Regions from separate parts of the Gossypium hirsutum genome. Here region 1 is linked to region 2. A link is a contact called in public Hi-C data. All regions are on one chromosome and are shown on one strand. The core of a region is the stretch at or near the end of the contact, and the rest is flanking DNA. Distances in the headings are between cores, read along the strand shown. Region 1 has its middle 9.9 kb from the start of LOC107945001. Region 2 holds the start of LOC107945870.

The links. Hi-C and Micro-C count contacts between places; a contact is called where the count stands out from the background.
Region 1: a Hi-C map of leaf shows a contact between it and region 2, with 2.3 times the contacts expected there. The contact joins the enhancer-like site here to the promoter of LOC107945870 in region 2. A contact is called at or near these places in 6 of 34 Hi-C or Micro-C datasets (callus and leaf).

The regions. Positions count from the first base shown.
Region 1 is chrD12:41,298,595-41,301,294 of Gossypium_hirsutum_v2.1, reverse strand. No RefSeq gene overlaps it. Among protein-coding and RNA genes, the nearest start is that of LOC107945001, 9.9 kb to the left of the region's middle. Within about 2 kb of position 1,319, at least 2 of the 9 cell types and tissues checked have an H3K27ac peak or open chromatin away from gene starts, as enhancers often do. A contact at or near this core is called in leaf, where this site is marked.
Region 2 is chrD12:41,193,956-41,196,655 of Gossypium_hirsutum_v2.1, reverse strand. LOC107945870 reads right to left here and starts at 1,307. Exons shown (of 3, transcript XM_016880023.2): 1 at 639-1,307; 2 at 481-545; 3 at 1-363. The coding sequence starts at 1,129. The coding sequence ends at 293. It overlaps LOC107947528 (cytochrome P450 703A2), which reads left to right and starts at 2,612. Exons shown (of 2, transcript XM_016882152.2): 1 at 2,612-2,700.

The sequences.
Region 1 (2,700 bases), core at 70-2,569, 100 kb before region 2:
GTCAAAAATTTCAAGCTGTCTCTTTAATAAGAAACAGTGATAACTACGTAGATTTTTTATTTATATATTTGGTTAAAATATGGTTCAAGTCCCTATACTTTTCGTGCATTTGAAATTTAGTCTTTCTACTTTAATTTTCTAGAATTTAGTCTCCTATATACTTTTTCTAATTTCAAAATTTAAGTTTAATTTTAATTGTTAACACCATTAAAATTGTTGGGTTAAATTCAAAAAAACTGAGTTGGTACTAGTAGAATTAAAAAGTTGATAATAATGTTAACAATCCAAAAAGCAAAAGAAATAAATTCTAAATATACTTTGTAAATTCGCACATGTTGACTATAGAAAAGAAATTATAATTAATTTTCATGTTAATTATTTGTTTATTATGATCAGTAATATTGATTCTTGAAATTTAATTAATCCAATAAAAAAAATTGGCTCTTTGCAACTCTTTAGGGCTAAGATAATTATTCTTTGTTGCATAATCTTTTCAATCTAATCCAGCAGATTCCTTTAGGATTAGAGATTAGATCCATAATTATCTTATAAAAAAATAAATTAAATCTTCAATGGCATCAATTATAGTAGTTTTACATATTCTTATCATTTTTTACGATATTTAATTATTTTTTAGCGTAAAAAAATTTTGACCACCAAAGATATATTAGAAAAAGGCATTATATTATATTAATATGATAAATATATTAGATCGATTTACATGATAAGTTTAATTATATTGATGAATTCAATTAAGGAATCGATTGTAAAAAAATTATGAATATGTTAATTTTAGATTCAATTAAGTAAATCAATTAAATATATATTTATATAAAGTGGAAAAAGAAAAGCTATTGTATCTTGATAGAATCTTAATGAATTGTTCTCATTTTTCTTTGGTTAAAATATTTTGGTTCTTCTACTTTTCAAATTTCATAATTGAAATCCAATTGTTAATACTGTTAAATTTTTTATTAAATTTATAGATGTGACATTTTAAAATAAAAAAAATATTCATTTGATAACTATGTAACTAAAAATATAACGTCGTGATAACCTTGAGTTTAACAAAAAAATTTTAAAAAATTAACCGTTCAACTTGAATTTTGAAATTTAAAAAAATAAAAGAACTAAATTCTAAATTTTTAAAAAATACCCAAAATCTCAAAATCTAAAAAGAAATAATTAGAGAGAGGGGTTGACTAGAGAAAATTTTAGAGGCTTTTAGGGAGATAATAATATTACTGGAAATGGATGATTGGTGTGGGACAAAGTGTGGTCTTTGGGGGTGAATGTCCATCGTACACCCCATGCGGAGACCAATTTCACTTTGTGTTTCTTTTGATTGGCCTTTGGCCTAGTGCTCAATTTTTCTTATGGAAGGGGATCCCCCACACAACAAAAAAATTTTAAGGTACCAACCCTAGGGTTTTTTTAAGATATTTGAGGTAGGGTGTACCTTGCAATTTTGATAAAATTTCATGAAAATTATTGTATTATAAATCAGATTTTGTTTTATTTTTTTATTCAAAAAAATAGGTAAATTATTCTTTATATGTTGATTAAAGAGTAAATTTATCATTTCTATTAAAAAATTCATCAATTTTTATTATTAAAAACTAGCGTGACAGATAGAATAACTAGACAGTTACACGTAGCATGCAACGTATATCTTATTCTGACTTACAGGGACCAGTTTTTAACAGTAGAAATTGATAGAATTTTTAACAAAATAATTAGTTTGCTCTTTGATTTAATGTGTAAAGACTAATTTGCCAATTTTCCGAGTAGAAGGGATAAAATGCAATCTAACTCCTAGTACAAGGGCCTCCATGGAAGAACCAATTTGCTCGTTAATCAGACTAACAACCCCATTTTTTTTAAGCAGGGGCAAAATGCAATTTGATTCTTAATACGTAAGCCTCCATGATACTTGTACCTAAAAATTATAAAAAGAAGGTCGGTTTAGATTTAAAAAAATATTAAAAGGGATATCAACAAGTGTTACAAACAAATAATTTAATTAATTATATTGTTCATATTTATTGATATGTTTGGAAAGTTGATTTAGTATATAAATTTACGTGTAATTATTTGTAATTCATTTATATGTATGCATGGATGACTATAATAATTAGTGAGTCTCATTAAGCGTAATCGATACAAGCAATTACATTTGTGTCACATTGTTTAGTAGCTATTGTAATTAGTTGGTCTTATTGAATAGAATGTAATCTGAGCACCTTAATTATTTGCTTCAATTCATATCTCATGGTTGAAAATTGAAAAAATTACGCGTGGCAATTAACCATGATGACTTTTAAACAAATTTAAAAAATTAGAATCTTTTACAATTCTAAGAATGTATGATTACTATCTATTACTTACACCTTTTTTCAATTACGTTATCACGAATAAATACATACAAATAATCGGATAGGTGATCGAATCGGTCAGACCATTGATTCTCAATTCAATCGTTGGTCTAACAATAAATAAATAAAAAATTATAAAAAAAGGTAAGAAAACACCGTTCAACCACCTTTTTTTTTGTTTCAATTTTTAATTTTTATCCAATCTGAGTAGTTCACTTAGAGAGTGATTTAACCTCTATATCAAGATTGATATGCGGAACAATTCTTAAATAGCAAAAAAATAAAAATAAAAATCTGATGAGGATATTCATGAGGGGGCTTTTTT
Region 2 (2,700 bases), core at 58-2,557:
ATACTGAAGCACTCCTACACAAACAACCAAATTGTTGAAAAATAGAACTCAATCATCATCCCTCAAAACGGTAAATGTAAGCACTAATCTTTGTCCGGCTCGGTTTTATGGTTTTTCAAAAAAAAAAATGGAAAAATACAAAAAAATAAAAATTACATGACCCTTAAATTTTTCAAAATTACATTTTAACCTTCAATTTTTTAAAATTACATTTTGGCCCTATATTTTTCTAAAATTTCGATTTTGCCCCAGAAAGTTTTGCATCCTCTACAATTTAGTCCTTCTGGACATGTCAAATCACCCAATCGGCATCTCCAGCTACTCCGGCAGCCTCCTTAGGTTCATGATGCCCTCCACTGTCACCTGAAGACAAAGAGAAAGAAAACAAATCGGTGAGATTAAAAGAAGAAAAATGAGAGGGAGAGGGGGATTCGAAAAAAAACAAAAAAAAAGAAGCAAAAAAAAATAAAAAATCCGAACAACAGCAGCCAAAGGCCATCGCCACCGTCGCGCAACCACCGCCACCGCAACCGTCGCACCACCACCTAAAAGCCAATCACGAAGCAACCAAACAAAAAAATGAAGCAAAAAATTTCCAAAAATCAGCAGCCAAGAATCATATTTTAAAAAACGTTTACCTTTGAATCGCAGGCCACCGAGGCGAAGAAGAGCCGAGGGCGAGCGCGGCGGCGACGCCTTCAACTTTGGGGGTTGTCGAAATAGAAGAGAAAGAGAGAAGGAAAGAAAAAAGAAGGGAAAGAAGAAAGAAGAGAAAAAAAAGAAAAGGAGAGAAAGAAGACAGAGAAAGAAGGGAGGAGCGCCGGCATCGTCGCATCACCGGGCGAAAGACAGCGGCGGCTAGGGTTTGAAAAGAAGAAGAAAAGAAAGAAAAGAAGAAGAAGAAGAAAAAAGGAAAAAAGGAAAAAGGAAAAAGAAGAAAAAAAAACATAACATAACAGCCGGGTTGACCCGACCCGAACAGCAACCCACAGCAGCCAGCAGACCGGTGCAGCATCAGCAGGCCACCAGCAGCAGGCCACACCACCAGCAGCCCCAAGCCCAGCAAAAGAAAAAACAGCAGGCCCACGCTCCCAGCAGCCCAGCACCCAGGCAGCCCCAGCAGCAGCATAGCAGGCCCTCCAGCAGCAGCCAGGCCCAGCGTGCAGCAGCTAGCAAGCCAGCATCCGGCCCAGCGCCCAGCGGCCCAATCTGCCAGAAAAAAAAGAAAGGAAGAAAGAAAAAAAGAGAAAAGGGCCCATTCTTCAAGCCCATAATTTCGGGCCGTAGGTAATATTTTTATCCTTTTTAATTTAGTCCATGTATTTAATTGTTGTTTCGTTTTAATTGAATTAGCATTTTTAAATAACTTTTTTTAGAAATATTATTACATTTATTTTACTTGCATTTTTAAAATAAAAAAATTTACTTTAATGGTTAAGGCAATGAATCGTTTTAACATTAAGCCATTGATTTTATCGCTATGTTGGGTGAATATCATCGGTTCATGTTAAATACGAGACGCCCTTCTAAAAAAATGAAAAATTTAAAAATTCTCGTGTTTTAAAATAAAATATCTATCTTTTGTAAATTATCAAATTATATATATTTTTTAAAATACATAATAATATGTAATTTATCAAATTTTTTGTTTTTTTAAGAGAAAAAGAAAAATTTGGATCACGGTTAAGTATTAAATTGAACTCGTTTTTTTTAATTTAAGACAACACACGTTTAACGAGATACCAATTTTGGGCGTCGCGAGGGTATAATACCTTCCTCGCGCGTAACTAACTCCCTAACCCTAATTTTGTCTGGAATTTTGACATGGACCTAACTCAGCCTTTTTTTTAAATAAAATTTACAAAATAATTTTTCTATTAAGAATAAGATTTATTAGGTGTCCGATCACACCTAGAAAAAAAAATCGGTGGCGACTCCCTTTTTTAAATAAAACCGAAACTTTACTTTTAAATTTTCAATGATCACGTCGACTAGCGCCCATGCAAAAAAAATTTTAAGTCGCTACAGTATATACATAAGAGTAAGAGTGAAACAAGATAGAAAAACACTCGTCACCAAACAAAAATCATTTATCACCAAGCTTTAAATAACGCAAGACTCCTCACCACTAGGTAGTAATAGCATCAGCCATTTCATTACTGAGAACAAATGCGAATATTATCATATGGTGCTAATGTTTTGTAATGTTATTCAGTTTTGTCTTGATGTTGTCATGTTTTCGGCTGCTTAGTGTTCCTTGGCCTGTTAATGCTGCAACAATGTGTATCCATGTACTGGTCTTCATCTCTATTAATAGATTTTTTTCTATTTTTCAAAAAAAAAATCGATCAAAATATCTTTAGCACCATCAAGCATCTTGCTCTTAAATTCTTCACACTAATACATGAATATTTTTTTTAACCAGAATTTCGTATCAACAATTTATAAAATTAAATTGTAATCTGTAAATAAAAATTGAAAATCAAATGCATATTAACTACATGCAAATACCATTTTCTTTGTGGTAAGAGAACACAACGGATCATAACATATATCACCCTTCACCAACCTAGCAGGGCCTTGCTATCACAAGCTTCGGCATGTCAAGAATGTGGAACTCAACATTAAACTATATATTTTTTGGTGCATATATTTTGTTATTTATATGATACCATACAAACCCATATTTTTCCCCTTGAT